Regions from separate parts of the Athene noctua genome. Here region 2 is linked to region 1. A link is a contact called in public Hi-C data. All regions are on one chromosome and are shown on one strand. Each heading gives the region's core, a stretch centred on a gene start, on an enhancer-like site or on the middle of the called end of the contact. The rest is flanking DNA. Distances are from core to core; before and after follow the strand shown. Region 1 holds the start of TDRD15 (tudor domain containing 15). Region 2 holds the start of HS1BP3 (HCLS1 binding protein 3).

Region 1 (4,959 bases), core at 886-3,385:
CCGCGCGTTGTCGCGTCGAGCCCGGCTCCGCGCCCTGCTCCTCTTAGGCGACCATTGCCGGGGGTGGCAGGCAGCCCCTGTCACAACCGCCGCTTTGGAGGGCAGCGCAGAGAGCTTAACGTGTCGCACTTGATTGCATTTAAAAGTCCTTTAATTATGCTGTAAGTTTGTGTGGTAGTTGTGCTTGATACAGGTTTTGATAGCTGAAGCGATCAAAAATAAAAATATGCTTGTATGAAACAAAAATAAATATGTGACCACTGTTGCGTAGAAGGTATGTGGTGGGTTATCTGTGTAGTGTCCTGACTGGTGTCGTTTTTGAGCTACAGTGAAGAAAAGAATGGTCTTATTGTGGGTTTAGGAAGGTGGATACAGTTTTGTAATTTTTTTCTTTGAAATCTTAAAATTGCAGTTAAACTGTGTGTGTGGGAAACTCGGGGTGTCTTTGTTGAAAAAGGGGAGAATTCAGAGCAGTGGTACAAGAATTGAGTTTATTTCTCTAATGATTTTTTCTATCATGTGGAGATGCAGAGTTGCTAATAAGAGGGCTGAGGTATATAAAGGTTCTGAATGAATAAATCTTAACTGGTATGTAGGTGAGTAAAAAGAAAAAATAACTCTTGTAAACTGTAGAAATGACTGTATCAATCTGATGTTGTTATTTGGTCTGCGGCGATGGGAAACCAAACGTTGCACAAATTGTTTTTGTTATATGTTTCTGCAACCAGAGCTTTGTTTCAGTGAGGAAAAAAAAAAGCTGGCCAAAGCATCAGTGGTGCACCTTTAAAAATTTTATTCTCTTTAATGATCAGGTGTGTCTTCCAGGCAGACAGAATCCTTTCCCGAAGGGTATTTTCTTTAATTAAAAATACCCTCAGAATTTAACTTTATATTTTATGACAGGGAGAAGTGAAAAAAGGGGGCTTTTTTAAGCAGATATTTGTCAGATCTAGGTTTGGTACTGTTTTTACTGGAAGGCTTTTTTGGGTAGATGGTGGTATTGTTTTTCTTTTTTTTAAAGTCATCTATTTTCTTTTTTTGAGAAGTCATACCCCTGCTTGAGATGTTCTGGTAAGCTTTACAATAGGAGTGCTCATTTATTTATTAATTTTTGGTTTTGGTGGAACGAGAGTGATAGGGATCAGTATTTATTCTGAAGACAGTTTGTAAGATCCCTAGCTACTTCATGCGTTCTTATGATTAAAAACTATTATGGCAGTTCCATTAAAGATTTTTTGCAGGCTGAGAAAAATCTTGCTCTCATAGCTTGTGGTTGAAACTGAAAGCTTCACCTTTAAGTTTACATAAAAGTTAATAAATCAAGCATCTGCTTTGTCCAGTCTATCCTTGTGTGTTTGTCTGCTATCTTTGCATTTGAATGATGCTGTCAGCCCCTAATTACTTTGCTAGAACAGCATTTGTTTCATAGAAGTGCTTGGTTAAATTATGGGCATGCACAGTCTCTTTAAACAGTGTAAAATCACTGATACAGTGATAAATTTGAATGGAACTAAAAGGTGATCTTGAATTCCAGTTTATAGATGAAAGCCGGAAGTACCTGAAGGGTTTAAAACACGTAAACTGTCAGAATTGGAGTGTTAAGACAGTATAAAATACACCAGGCACAATTGTTAGTTGATGGGCCGTGCAGAAATGTTGGACATAGATAATGTGTTATGTATGTCCTTGCAGTTACAAAAAATTAAATATGCTACAGCCATACCTGATACTGTATGTAAATCCAGATTAAATAAACTGTAAATCTATAAGATGTCACTGATTTGAAGAAGTGATTTACACAGAAGAAGCAGAGCGAGTAGGGGAGGAGCCTTTGGTCATTCACATATTAAGAAGAAATATAAGCAATGGGAAATACTTCTGCAGGTAAACAGTTCTTGTAACTGCAAGTCTGGTGCAATGAAACACTGAATTAGATCTCCTTTGGAGAGATTTGCTGTTAAATTTACTCAATATAAGTAACATTTCTGAGATGAGCAGAGGTTGTATAAATGGTATGAATTGCTTTCATTTCAGTGTGTAACAATATGCTATTATTTTGAAAAGAGATTTAATTTAAGGAATCAGTTGACAAAAAAAATCCCGGAAAACTATCAGACTGATATTACTCCTCTTCTTTGCAGACAGGATGGAATCTCTGACTCCCTCATCAAACACAGATGTGAATCTGAAGATAACTTGTATAGAATGCCATGCCGAATGCTTGGTTGTAGTATTCCAGGGTCAACGCAAAGTGGAATGTGAGCTTGACTATTGCATACTACAAAATGAAATACAACGAATATTCAAAGTAAAAGATAATGTTTACGTTGGTGGACCTTGTTTGGTGAAAGACACAGGAGGAGAATGGCATAGAGGAAGAGTTCTGGAAAAGAGAGGAAATATCTGTCAGGTTTTTCTTATAGACACTGGTCAAGTGCTAGTTGTTGAGGAAATGCATCTTGCTTCTGCTTGTGATGAATTGTTTCAGCTGCCTCCAAAGGTGGTTTGGGGTGTTTTTGCAAGCATACTTCCTCTTCGGGAAAAATGGCCTCCACAAGCCATTAATTATTTTTCATCTCTGGTAGGATTGACGATTAGAGGTTGTGTGAAAGCTGTTATACCGTATGAACTGTTTATTCTAGAAGTGCCAAAGATCATTAGTGATGTTCTTGAACTGCGATTAGGAAAATTTATTGATGGAGATTCATTTTGCCTTATTGTAGAAACGTTAAAAGTGTTTCCCCAAGAAACACTTTATAAAAGAGTGCCACAGGTGTTGCAACAGAAGTGTACAGTTAAGGAGTTGCTTACTTTCAGTAGTTCGGAGAAACCAACAGATTTTTGGCCAGTTCTAGATGACCTCTTTCCACGTCTACCTGTTGGCAGTAAGGAAAATGTAAAAATAACTGCTGCAGTAAACCCAAATAAATTTTACTGTCAGATACAGAAATGGCAGAAGGAGTTGGAAGATTTGACAGAAGCTATGCATTTGTACTATGAAGCTACCAGTACAGAAAATAAGAAATCTTTTGATAGCTTAGGTCTGGTCTGTGCTGCCAAAAGGCAAAATGGACAGTGGAATAGAGGAGTGATAAAACGTGTTATCTCTGACCATGTGGAAGTCTGGTTTATGGATTTTGGCAGTGTTGAAGCCGTGCCATCTAGCTGCGTTCAGAAACTCAAAGTAGAGTTCCTGGCATTACCAATGATTTCATTTCCATGTACACTGTCTTGTTGTGGTGGTCAGGATGAAACAGCAGTAAAAATTCAGCTGAAAAAACTTACACAGGCCTTGATAGAACAAACTTCTGTGTGTGTCCACGTTGATTTATTCAGTGACATTAAACACTTGTATTATATTACGCTGGAAAATGGAAATCTTGGAATTAATGCTCAGCATCCAGAAAACCAGGATGAGGCAGCTGCATCATGTGTCTCACTTCTGGAAACAAAAATAGCAAGTATTGCTGTGAACCAGAGACCATGTAATGAGAGATACAATTCATTTAAGAATTGTACTGGAAATAAACAGACACAAAATTGCTTACCTGAACGGAATATTTCTTTGTCAAGCCGCTGCAAAACAGTAGAAATGCAAATAAATTCTTTTCATACTGCTTTTGTGGTACATGTCATAAATCCATCTGACTTCTGGGTTCAACTGTGTGACTACCAGGATGAATTTAAAGCCTTGATGAAAGATATTGCAGATACATACAATCAGTGTGGAGCTGATGAAATGGTCCTTAAAAAGCCAGAACCTGGATTGCTGTGCTGTGCCCGGTATAGCAAAGACAGGCATTATTATCGGGGTGTTGTCACTGAAGTGCGTCATGTAGACATTACTGTGTATTTTTTGGATTTTGGAAACACAGACACAGTACCCTGTAATGATGTGAAAATGTTGCTTCCGGAGTTTTCCAGTTTACCAGCTTTAGCTATGTGTTGTGCACTTGCCCGTACATTTCCTGTTGATGATGTGTGGGTTAAAAAGGAAACCAGTTTCTTCAAAAACATTGTGTGTGACAAACTACTGCTGCTTCATGTCATTGGAAAGCAAAACAAGAAGCATGTTGTTAACGTGCAGTTTAGGAATGGTTTGCAGCAAGATGTTGCCACATGTATGGCTCAAGTTGGATATGCTGAATACTGGGAGAAGACACCAGATTCTGTTCTAAACTCAAGAAAATGTCAAAATCGGAATCCCTGCAAATTAAAAAAAGTAAACACACAGAGAATCTGTAATACTCATAAAAATAAGGTATCCAGAAATGGAGAGGTATTTCAGAAGGAAAAATCATTAAGTGTGCCTTCAGTGCTGAGAGAATTTGGTGCACCGTCATGTTTTGGAAAGGGTGCTATCCCTAAAAGGTGTAAATCAATATCTGAGGAAAAATTATTGTATAAAGAGTTTGTGTTTGAACCGGGAGCTGTTCTTGAAGTGGTGTGCTCTTACGTTGTTTCCCCAGCAGATTTTTCATGTCAGTTGCAAAGCAAACTGCCAGAGCTAAATAACTTAATGGAACAAATTCAGACTTACTATAGGGAGCATACCAGTCCCTACAAAACTGGACAGGTTGCTTGTGTTGTTAAATATTCCAAAGATAGGAAATGGTACAGAGCAAGCGTTGTGCAGCAAGTATCCACAAATGAAGTTGATGTGTTTTTTGTAGACTATGGTTATCAGGAAAGAGTTTTACTTCAAGATCTTCAAGCTGTTCTTCCAGATTTCCTAACTCTGGAAGGTCAAGCGTTTCGTTGTGGTCTTAAAAATGTACCCTTACAGGTCAACTCATTTAATTGGTCTGAAGTGTGTAGACATTTTGAAGACTTCATTTCTGGTTCTAGAGGACCACTGACTTGCATCATCTGTGCTCTGGTTCTTGTAAGCCCCGGCTGTTTATGCAATGTAGTTGACTTACAGACTCCATTTGTTAGTGCAGAGGAATTCCTCAGAGA
Region 2 (5,146 bases), core at 1,616-4,115, 410 kb before region 1:
AACGACCTTATTTAGCTTAAAACACCAACCACATACAGATGTTCTGAGATGATACAACAATTTCACTGTAAGAGCTGCTGCATCAAAAAGTTCTAAAAATGACATAAAGTTAGTAAGTACCTTATCTATACCCAAGGTTTTTCTTTTAAAGTTGTTAAAAGTCTGGACTAAAATGACTGTAATGGAAAGTGATTAGAGGGAGGGGGAATAGCTACATTTTTGTTTGCTTTTGGCCTTGTGACAGCCTTCATTACCATCTCTTACAGGAAATCTACCCTTATTATCTCCATAGCAAAAGATTTGTGTGGGTTTTTAAAATATAAAATAGATTCTAAATGAACAGAAATCAGCAGGGAGGCTGAGACAGCTACAGTGTAATATCCAAAGTGCACACTTGTTCTTGTGATGCTTTAGTTGCAAAATAAGAAGCCCCAGTGTTTTAATTTGATACTGTTATTGTCATTCAAATGGAAGTATCACCTACAAATCCCAAGACAGAATATAGTTTCATTGGATTTTTCACATCAAACACAATCAGTTTTACAGTAGTGGCTTTAAAAAAGAAGGAAAATGAGAAAGCTAGTTGTTTAAATTGGATACACAGGTTTATTGCTTCTACTCCTTATTTAAACCTAGCTTGTGTATCTCTCAGTTACGCTTTTGCCTACAATACCGACAGTTCAGGGGAGACTTGGGCACATGGTTAATTCTCCTAACATGAATCATTTCACCTGAATACAATGAGACCATTCATACCAGTAACAGACCATTCATACCAGTAGCACTGTGCTTGCACAATCAGATCATGCAGTGTTGGCACTGGACAGAAGAAGGGGAGACTACATAAGGGTCAGCTGAACAGAGCAGTTTCCACAGTTCGTGGAACAGCAACAGCTTTTCATTCCTGTCTTTTGATGTGCTATAATATAGAGGCCCTGTACTTTAATTAATCTTCTTTCTGTGCTGAAAGGCCAAGGTGGGAGAGGGGTGAAAATAGCCATTGCAAGCAAGAAAGCAAAGAAAGCGAGGTAAGTGCTGTGACCAGACAAACTTTATTCCAGTGTCTGTGTGGCGAGGAGAGTGGACTCTGCACTTCAGACCTCAATAAAGACACCCCTGTCAGCAGCTCCAACTACCTCTGCCCAAAGGGGACCAAACTGTAATGGCCCAGGCCATAGTAAAAGGAGAAAAAACTTGTACAACTAGTTTATTCATTAAGTAAATGCAAAATATCTGACACAAATTAGCCACCAAATGTTTCCGTTTCTCTGTATAGTCTAACTACAAGTATACAGATTATTAATTTATATTACCATAGCAGATAGGAATCCTATTCCCAAAACCAGTATGCATAAAGAGTGAAAAAGGTCACAACTACACAGCTATCTTATCTCACAAGATAGAAAATATATTCACCTGCTACAGCTGTAATCCCACACATGCATATATATTCAATTTTATTACTGAAAGCATTCCAATATCCATGGGACAATTTGCAAGTGGTAAAGTCTACTGACTGTAAAACAAATCCAGGTGTTCTGATTTCCATTTCCAAGGCTAAATCTAATATAAAGTCAGTCCTACAAAACACGTATGCAAGTTAAGATATGTTTGAAGGTTCAAGGCCACTGCTCCAAAGGAAGTCAGGCTCTCATACAGCCAAATATTTAAGGATTAAAATAATGGCTTTGAAGTTAATGTGATTGAAATAGTTGCTACTTATGTCCTCGGAGGTAGGTGCGAGAGTCAGGACCTTGCTGAATCAACACTTGTTTCTCATGTCACATCTGATAGGGAACTGCTTTCATGTGGTCTCAAATATCTTGAGGGGGTAAAAAAAAAAATATAACTCTCTATGTATATCTTTATCGTTTCTCTATAAAGATTGCTACAGGCATTTTCTTCTTGAGGCATTTCTCTTGAGGGTTCAATCACCACACCTAAGAAAATACAGGTTTTAAAAACGTAATGCAACTGAAAACAGCACCTCTACACCCACCTAGGGCATGGTTTCAAGAAGGTGGGAAAACAGAGTAAGTTTATTTTGCCCATCGCTGGCCTAACTTCAAGCCAGATGGGTTCCCTGCGGCCTGGCAGACAGCGGGAATGGGGGTCAACCAAAAGCACGGACAACACCGCGCGTCAAAGACGCCAGTGTACGCTTCAGGAAAAATTTTAATTCCTTCTGACCCTCTTCGAACTACTGACAAGGAAAAGATGTTTCCGGAGGGTGGGAGCACACGTTGTGTCCCCAGCAGTGTCCGTGGGGAAGGGAAACGGCCCTAAGTTACCACAGGAGGAGAGGACCAAACGGCTGGTGTGACACCGGGCGGGCCAGAGCAACACTGATCTCTCCCGGCTCTGAAACGCCAAAAAACTCGAGGAGACGCGTAACTCCGAACCGTCCCGGGGGGCAAATCCACGCACCAGCAACCCGCCGCCCACCTCGGCCTCGCCTCAGCGTCCCCTGCCCCGCAGCCCCTCCTCAGGCCCGCCCCGGGGTCCCCGTGAGGCGCCGCTCGCCCCGTCCCCTGCCCCGGGCGGCGCCCGCCAGCAGCGCGGCGGGGCCCAGCGCGGGCCCTGCCCCGCCGAGGGAAGGCCGCGGCGGGCGGCTCCGCGGCGCCACCGCCCGTAACGGCTGGAGAAGTTGAGGCGGGCGGCGGGGTCGCGGCTCTCGGCCTCCTTGTCCCCGCGCCGGTACCTGGTGGTGACCAGCACGGCGGGCGCCGGGCTGTGCTGCATGGCGCGGGGAAGCGGCGTCGCTGCGGATCGGCGCCGGCCCGGGAGGGAGAGGCCGCGTCCGGCCGTCACGGGGTCCCGCCTCCCTTCCCGCGGGCTGGCGGCGGCCGCCCTGCCGGATGTTGGCCGGCGGGCGGGCGGCTTTGGTGCAAAACGATCGCTGGGGGAGAGCGGGCGGAGGAAAACGGCGGGGCCGGGGGAGAAAGAAAAGGACGGTTCCGGCCGTAGTCGGCAGGATTCGAACCTGCGCGGGGAGACCCCAATGGATTTCTAGTCCATCGCCTTAACCACTCGGCCACGACTACACCGCCGGGCGGGTCAGCGGGCGCGGGCGCTGCACTAAGGCGCCCCCCGGCCGGCGGCGGCTCCCCCCGGCCCGGCGCCCCCCGGCCCGGCTCCCCCCGGCCCGGCGCCCCCCGGCCCGGCGCCCCCCGGCCGAGCGGGAGCAGCTCGCACGCACCCACCTGCCGGAAAGCGGGCGGCGGGGTGCTGCTCCGGTGGCTGAGCTCCGGTAAACGGCCGCCGGGTGCCTGGGGGCCCGCGCCGCGGCCGAGGGCCCAGCCGGGCGCGGGGTGCCCTGGCCGCGGGGTGTTTGGGGGCGCTGCCGGCCCCAGCCTGTGTTTTGGAAAGGCAGCAAGCCGCTGCTCCCTCTGCTGCCCCTCGCCGGCACTCATAGCTGCCCTGGGGAGCCACGCTTGTTTTCACGCGTCTGCGTGCACCCGAGTGGTTTTGTTTTCTTTCTCAGTGCTTCTCTACACGGGTGTGCAGAGCTCTTGCTGGGAAGCACCGAGAAAAAAAAGAACCGGGCACAGCTGTCTGCTGTTCACGCCTCAATAATCACAGCAGAAACCTAAGGAGATGCTGGGGAACGTTAGAAAAGCAGTAAAAACCAGACTCTGCAGCGGCATCAGTGTAGGCACCCCTGAACATGCTCTGCACCCCGAGTGGGTACGCAGAGGGTCCAGGGGTGCCCCCAGAAAGGAGTGGCCCCTAAAAGGGCACCTGGTGAGTGGATTAGGGCTTTTCATGCCGAAGAGAAACAGCTGGAGGAGTTGGGGATGTGCTGAAAGTCTGTAAAAATCAAGAGAGATCCAAAGGTGGCAGATACAGAGTGATCTTTTGCTGCTTCTGGTGAAACGAGAAGTCTGGAGCATGAAACTCATGAGTCAAAACAAACAAAAAAAGACTTTGTAAGTGGAGTTCCTTCCTAAATCCTGTTTGTTTTCTGTCCCTGGTTATCGCCACTGGAAGCCTTTTGTTAAGCGTAGTGTAAATACCACCACACGGGTGCAGCCTGCCTGGCACAGGAGTCGTGGTTGCCAGAAGTGCTGCAAGCCACTGGAAAATGCTTTTGAGATGTGAATCGTTCTCATGTGGCCTCTGAAAGGTTAAAAAGCTCTGGGCTGGAGTTCGTGAAAGTATATCCTAAATAGCTGTATGTCTAAATGAATTACTTCTCTAATGGCATTTTTATCCCCAGTTGGCTTCCTGGATAATCCAACTTACTCAGATAGTAACAAGGAGTAAGCAGCTGGCACTTGGCAACCTGAGACAGCAAAAATAGCGCAGGATCTGGGCTATGAGCCCCCGCTGAGGCAGTGCTTGTCACACTCACTGAGCAGTGTCCATCCAAACATCACCAAGTGCCTGTGAAGACGCTTCAAAACTGGGGCTTTTCTCCCCAAACAAAAGTGTCTGCTCAGCCCCAGTATGCTGCTGGGTTCTGTCTTTGACCTGGAGAGGTTCTGTGCACCGTGTCAGTATGCTCATGAAGAAATCCAAGAGTTGCCTGTTTATCAGATTTCTTAACAAGTCTTGTTATATCTGGCATTTTTATAACTTCACAGCCCATATCGTCAAAAACATCATGTAGTTGGAAAATAAAATATGTTTCAGTGTTGCTACCCTCTGAAAGGTGGTAAGAATCAGCTGACTTACCCATGAGGTTAGGGTAGGGTCTTTCATCAGATGATTGCTGCAAAGAGTGAATCTTGGCATAAAAGGTGCACAAAAATCAAACCTGACTGAAGAAAACTGTGATTGCTAATAGAGCTGTCTGCTGGAGCTGAGCAACAATCTTGCCTTTTTCAGAAGTGACCCCTCAGAATATTTGGAGCTTGATTCCCATGTTGCTTTGGATACCACGTTAAAAAAATTTCTTCCATTGGACTAATGTTTTTTTTTTCTTTTTTTTTCTCGCAGAAAAGAGTACATCAATGAGGGTTGGCCAGACCTTGCACCCAGGTAATCAGTCACAGAGGCACAGGGACTCATTAGTGTTGCTAATTGTCAACTGGAAGCCTGCAGGGGAAGGCCTATGGGAGAATGTGCAGTGAATCTGAGAACCAAGACCAGAAACAGTCATCACTATTAAAGTTATGATTTCCTACCGATATATGGGTTACCC

The links. Hi-C and Micro-C count contacts between places; a contact is called where the count stands out from the background.
Region 2: a Hi-C map of liver shows a contact between it and region 1, with 5 times the contacts expected there. The contact joins the promoter of HS1BP3 here to the promoter of TDRD15 in region 1. A contact is called at or near these places in 2 of 2 Hi-C or Micro-C datasets (heart and liver).

The regions. Positions count from the first base shown.
Region 1 is chr1:11,442,493-11,447,451 of bAthNoc1.hap1.1, reverse strand. TDRD15 (tudor domain containing 15) reads left to right here and starts at 2,135. Exons shown (of 1, transcript XM_074933498.1): 1 at 2,135-4,959. The coding sequence starts at 2,147.
Region 2 is chr1:11,856,230-11,861,375 of bAthNoc1.hap1.1, reverse strand. It overlaps HS1BP3 (HCLS1 binding protein 3), which reads right to left and starts at 2,865. Exons shown (of 7, transcript XM_074895569.1): 1 at 2,702-2,865. The coding sequence starts at 2,742. TRNAS-AGA (transfer RNA serine (anticodon AGA)) reads right to left here and starts at 3,044; the gene lies at 2,963-3,044.